2 separate regions of the Hordeum vulgare genome follow, and region 2 is linked to region 1. A link is a contact called in public Hi-C data. All regions are on one chromosome and are shown on one strand. The core of a region is the stretch at or near the end of the contact, and the rest is flanking DNA. Distances in the headings are between cores, read along the strand shown. Region 1 has its middle 39 kb from the start of LOC123401218. Region 2 has its middle 7.4 kb from the start of LOC123406098.

Region 1 (3,336 bases), core at 417-2,916:
CACAAGTATTGTGTTTCCAATCAATACAATTATAGCATGGATAATAAACGATTATCATGAACAAAGAAATATAATAATAACTAATTTATTATTGCCTCTAGGGCATATTTCCAACACATTGGACTTAAACTTGTCCCATGAGCACCGTTGCTACTACAAAGACTCCATGTGACTCCACCTGCAACTTGTAGTTCCTTCTTTTCCTGACCATAGTCAACGCTCGAACGAGATTAAGCTCCACATTACTCTAGTTGCGCTCCCAACTTCCAGAGTATCCAACACCATCACACACCGATCACTGACCTGCGTGAAAGTGAACAACTCATATTGGGTGTCGCACATAAGAGTTACCTGAAATCAACATCACCGCTCTTCCTTGACCGCCCGTCTGAAACTTGAAGGAATTTCACCATTGCTTGTAGTCACCCCGAGTCAAATTCGCAGTTGTCTCACCACATGTATGACCACCAGAGCCCTAGCCCGTCTCCATGTCCCGTGCGTACCGCACGCCTCGCCGCTACTATCGCGTCGAGCCTCCGCTGTCCCGGTCGAGTCTCAAGGGTCGCGAACCCACACCACGCAACCCCTAGTGCAGAGTACCACCGATCATCACCGACCGATGACGAGTATCACGTTTCCATCAGACCACCGAGCTCCAGTCCAAACCACGTGTCACTCGCTTTTCCGTGAGTGAAGTCCTCCAGACTCCATATCCACCTTCAACATGACTCCATGGTAGATGATCAATCCACCCATGCGCCCCGTCGACTTCAAGATCCGTGTGTACACCACCTTGAATCAACCCCGCGCCATAGTCTTGTTGAAGCCGCACAAGCCACCAGGCATGCACCACGTGTTTCCACGCCCAGAAGTCGGTCACCATCAGCATCATGCTCCTACGTCGCCGTCGCCAATCCCACCACCGTCTTCTGTACCAACCGACTTGCGTCGATCCGTCAGACTCTGGTCTGACACAGCCGATATCGTCCAACTGGATGACACACTCCAGGCTCGCAAATTATCTTCCACGAATTTCCATCCATCACATGATAATTCCATCTTAGCTGACATGACTTACTGCAACGCCTTCAAGCATCTTTGTCGCGCCAACAATCTTTCATCATTGTCTGTCATAACCCAAGGTTTTTAGTTTCGTCAAACTTCTTCACCTCAAACCTGGTACCCGTTGGCACCATGATTCTTTGTAGGACCGACCCTTTGAAAGAATTATATCCAAGCTTCAAATGATGCCCTGCAATCCATGTGCACATAGCAAAGCACAAACTTCCCTGGTACACTTCTCGTGTGCAAGCAGCAGAAACACCAGATCAAAGATTGATTGAATTTTGCTACTCACGAGAGCTCCTGTACTAGCACTTGATGCTTTGCCAAAAAAACCTTCTCGACTGTTGCTTCAATATTTTGCCTGCTAGGCACGGACCAATGCTAGCTTTGCTTTGCCCTGCTCTCCTTGATGGTTCGGTACCCATGCTGATTTTCTGTTCGCTCGATTCGATCTGACTGCCTCTGTCCGTGTCGCACCAGGACTCAGTCCTCCTTTTATCCAAAACAAATGTCGTCTACAGCTTCCACGGCTCTGTCCACCTTGCCCCTCGTCGCAACGCGCGTTCGGCCAGACTTGCCACGAACGAGCAGCTTTCCTGCATCAGCCAAACCCCGCCAGGGCCAGCCCACACAGCGCCACAGGCCGCTCGCTCGCTATGCATCGAGGACACCAACTGTACGAACGTTGCACCGCCGCCGCATCCGATCTCGGCGAAATCTCCTGGATGCTCAAGACCTGCAGGCTGCAGCCACCGCTTCTGATTGCCTTCCATCCTCTAAATCAACAGTCTGTCGCCTCTTCGTAACCTTGCTCATGATACCACTTGTTAGAATAAAACCGAGGCACTCCGTCAATCATCCGAGGACCAGGCAATCACACGAGCACGACACCAAGATTTATTAACGAGGTTCACCGATATGGCTACATTCCCGAGTCATGACTACGGGCGCTCCTCCCCGTGACACCGTCACAACACCGCACCCTGGGCGCCTTGGGTACCGACACACGCCGCCGGCTCCCCATGCACACCTGTGCTATTATGTTGGCATATGTTACATCGTGTGTCTACCCCCGCTATATATGAGGGGCCTAGGATATAAGTTGTCATGTTTGGACACGACTCCATATCCTATCTAAACACAATACAACTACAAGTCCAACTGTAACATACCTTGTACACAATATTCGACACAACTCTAACATGTGTGATGGCCGGGACTCCCATAGTCTAATATTTGATGATGATTGTTTGATCTTCGGGAGATCATCCTAGAACAGCTTGGGTTAGTGAAGATTGAAGAAAATACCATTTGCATCATGGCTCGATAAACACCATGCCCCACGGTGGGCGTCAACTGTCGTGGTAACGATTTCGACAATAGAAATGGGGTAGGATAAAGGAGCATGATCTATCGGGATGCAAATGGGTGACACGGTGGTTTAGCGAGTTCATGCCTCTCACGGTGGAGATAACAACCCTACGTCTCGTGCTCCGGAGAGGCTTAGTTTTATCTGTCATGGACATGAGTTACATGGTATAGAGAGAGCCAGAGCTCCAGAGAAAGAATGAGCCCGCAGGCGGAGAAGAAGCTGGTCCTAGCTATGTGGAGGAGGGTGGCTTATATAGAATGCGCCACCCCCTCACCTCTTATGTTACAAGATGAGGCATTATGTCATAATGTCAGCCCACTACAGAACCTCCTCTATGCTTCGACTGCCTTGCCGACTGTTGGTATTTGCATACCCGAGTGAGTCATACGGTCGAGTGGTTGACTGTCATCCGAGTGGATGGAATGTACTTGTTTGAATGGATCCGTATCGAGTGGATTAGATGTTGTCGCGATCCAGTAGGAATTTCCCTTGTAATCCTTAAACTAATAATGAGGTGCCTTCGGATAGGACGTATAGGTCAGGTCTATGACCCTACTCTAGGGCTATATCTCCGTCACAGGTCGGACGCGCCCACTGTGGACCGAAGTAACGCGGGTTGGCCTTGCGTGCTCAGCCCACCCGTGCGCCGGTCGCCTTCCCGCCAGGTGGGGTCTTGTGGTCAAGGCCTGACATATGTTGCACACTGTAAGTGCAGAGAATATATTCTGACGCTTATTTAACCCGATAGGTCACACCCGTCCTAAAAGATCCAACGCGCGAGCTTGCCACCACACGCTTAGGGTCAGTTTTTTTATGGCTTTTTTAAGCTTCTAGAATAAACCAAAATATTTTTTTTAGAAGCCTACTAGTCAAGCCTTAAATAATAGACTTTAAAAAAA
Region 2 (3,112 bases), core at 296-2,795, 170 kb before region 1:
TTTTCTTAGGGTGGATAGCTTTTCGAAATCTGAAGGTATGGTTCCTGTGAAGAGGTTATCTTGAATATCTACAACAGATAGGCTGCTGCAGTTAGCCAAGGAGGTCAGAAAATGCCAATCCCTTGACTCTGTAGCCTGCAGCTCATTATTTTCTGCTTCAAATACAGTCATATATGTTAAAAGATACATAACACTGAGGAACTCGGCATTCGGAACAGGCAAAGTTAAACGAGCGGCAGCAATGAATATCTCAATACTGAAGATGGTACCTTCAGCCTGCTGCTTCACAATTTCACACCAACAAATACAGAAGCTAACACTTGCTGGATACATAAACTATAAACAAAGTACTCTACACTTGACAAAAAAATAGAACTATCATAACTGAAAGGTAGACAAGTTAATTGACACTTTTGTGATTGGAAGATACCGTACAACAAATAATCAAACTACTGGTAGTTGTTCACCTTGACTGAAGCAATGCAGACTCACAAATAGAACAGAGAATGAAGTGTACGTAGTAACTTAGAAGCGGTAGAGTTATGAACATTGTTCACGGTGAGGCCCCTAAATGGTTCCTACAGCTATTTTATACACTCAATCCAATGCCCTCTCAGCTCCGATATATGCATCATGTAGCCAGAAGAAATATCTCTCCAGAGCCGCCTCGTATGGAGCGGGCACTCTCTAACGAAAAATCGATGCAAATCATACCTGAAGGACAGAGAGGATCCACTAAGCAGATGAAACAACGATCCAAGGCTGACGATGAACCGAGCAGTGCGTTTTCTGAAGAAAAAGGAATTGCAGACATAAAAACAAACACCTTATGAGCGTCAGTTAACTGAGAAATGTAGCATTTGTTATATGATTGTACAAAAGAACAACTATCTGAATGTTTATAATATATCTGAAGGAAGTAAAAGGATAACACTAGAAGCCACACAAAGAATATTCACTCAATTAAGAAAGAGGTTGTTCTAATCGAACTTGATAAAGAAAATAACAAGAGGGGCAAGGAGAAGAAGAGAGCACATACATGAACTTGACGGGGTTAGGATCAGCGGGCCACCGACTGCCGATCTGTGTCCCCGTCATGGCGTTCAATCACCTTGAACTCCAGCACCGCCTCACCTGAGGGCGGGCCAAGCCTTAGCCATGGAGATTCAGAGATTTATTGAAGAGAGGGAGTAAAGAATGGACAGGGTGAGTGGACTTCCACCAGCGGCTTCCTTGCCAATGACAAACTCGAGGGGCAAGCATGACCAGGCACAACCAACATATAGACAAACAGGGGAGAGAGCCTGGATTGGATCAGGGACTCACCGGTGACGACGCCGGTTCGGTGGAGCAGCGCTGCGGTTTGAGCTCTTCCCGGGGTTGCCGGTGCAGCTGTGGAGATGCAGCACTCCCTTTGATGTCAGGGCTCGGTGCTGGCGGCTAGCACCGAATCGGTGGAGATAACGGCGGGTGGAGCAAGGCGGAAGGAGGAGCACAGGATGAGAGCGATGGACGTATATAAGAAGGAGATTGGACGCAATACAACGGCTGCTATATGAGCTGCGTCCACCACACCGCAAGGACAAGTCAGAGTTTAATACAGTTCATAGACCAGTGCACCGGGCGCAGCAAAAAATAGGCTCCATAGCCATCTCTCACGCCCACACGCAACGCACCTGACACACGCACGAAACGTCCCTGCCGTGCTCGAAACGACCCTGCCACAGCTTCAGCTCGGGCCTACCTGAGATGGCCAGAAAATTCAATCGTCGCGTGCCCATCCATGCACGGGAGCGCTACCCTGCGGCCCATCCACGCGCGAACATCCACGCACGAACAGTGCCGTTTGCCTATGTAGAATACGCGAGAACGCGCCCTTGCTGCGTAGCTTCTTGTTGTGGATGGTAACGACCTGGATACGCATGCGGCAAGAAGTTGGGTGCATGGCAAAAGAGAAGGTGCATATGAACAACAATCATAGTCATTAAACATGTTACTCTTGCAATGTCTGTATTAATTAATTAGAGCCTGGGCTATTCATTTTGTTAATTCTCGGATTCTTACTATTTTCTAAAACTTTTAGTCATCTAAAATGTAAAGTCTTCACAAATCTACCAAAATAAGAAATTAGACAATTCTAATTGTATCACACTTTCATGTAGATAATACTTCCTCCATCCGGAAATACTTTTCCTAGAAATGCATGTATGTAGACTTATTTTAGTTATAGATACATTCATTTTATTCATCTTTAGGACAAGTATTTTCGGACGGAGGGAGTATATTAAGTGAAGTGTTTATCACCTCGGTCGATGTATTCCAGTTCTGCTAATCCATGATGGTTAGTACGCCGGAAAAGCGTAACCATTTGATTTGATAATATCATTTCGCCATTAAACTTGCTGAAAATTACTAACCTATGTCGTGATGTAAAAATATTGTCTCCTCTCAACCTAGACTGATCGTTTTCCAGGTGAGATCGAATAAGTTCAAATCATTTTTTTCTGGACATGGTAGGTACTGGAATGAGAGCATAACAGTCATTCTATTGCGATAGAGTACCCGAGTCATGTGAAATAATAAAGCTTGTGATAGTACACCAGTATACGTACAAGTGAGAATTAATAATACCATATCTATATGCACGCTCTTTGCATTCCACGGTTTCAACATTGACATAGTGGTTCTGACCAAAATCATGCATGTGATTAAGCCTCCTTCGAGGTGTTCGATCAGAACATTAGCTGTGATGGTAACATGATTTACCATTTTAGTAGGAGAGAGCTGGATAGTTATTTTCCTACATTGAATCCTTCAATGCTCTATTTCCATTGGTTTGGTAATTTGACAAGCAAGATATATATGTGTGTGAAAATTAGTTGATTAAATTTATGCACTGATTTGGTTGTTCATTGGACTGCTGCTAGCTTATTGGAGGTGCTCGCCTTATATTTGATGTAATGTTTTAGCAAAAAACCAATGTCACGATCATCTTTTGGGTCTGTTTGTACATACTACCAAAAAGGCATATCCTGATACAAAATTGAACAACATATCCTACAAGGTTAAACTAAAAAAACATATCATGGTAAAAGGCCTCGAATTAGAGTCA

The links. A called contact is a pair of places that touch in the nucleus more often than the background predicts.
Region 2: a contact with region 1 is called in a Hi-C map of leaf, with 6 times the contacts expected there. The contact joins two enhancer-like sites. A contact is called at or near these places in 1 of 6 Hi-C or Micro-C datasets (leaf) and 1 of 1 datasets of contacts at active chromatin or transcription factors (embryo).

What each region holds. Positions count from the first base shown.
Region 1 is chr6H:299,955,786-299,959,121 of MorexV3_pseudomolecules_assembly, reverse strand. No RefSeq gene overlaps it. Among protein-coding and RNA genes, the nearest start is that of LOC123401218, 39 kb to the right of the region's middle. Within about 2 kb of position 1,666, at least 2 of the 3 cell types and tissues checked have open chromatin away from gene starts, as enhancers often do. A contact at or near this core is called in leaf, where this site is marked.
Region 2 is chr6H:300,130,449-300,133,560 of MorexV3_pseudomolecules_assembly, reverse strand. No RefSeq gene overlaps it. Among protein-coding and RNA genes, the nearest start is that of LOC123406098, 7.4 kb to the left of the region's middle. Within about 2 kb of position 1,545, at least 2 of the 3 cell types and tissues checked have open chromatin away from gene starts, as enhancers often do. A contact at or near this core is called in leaf, where this site is marked.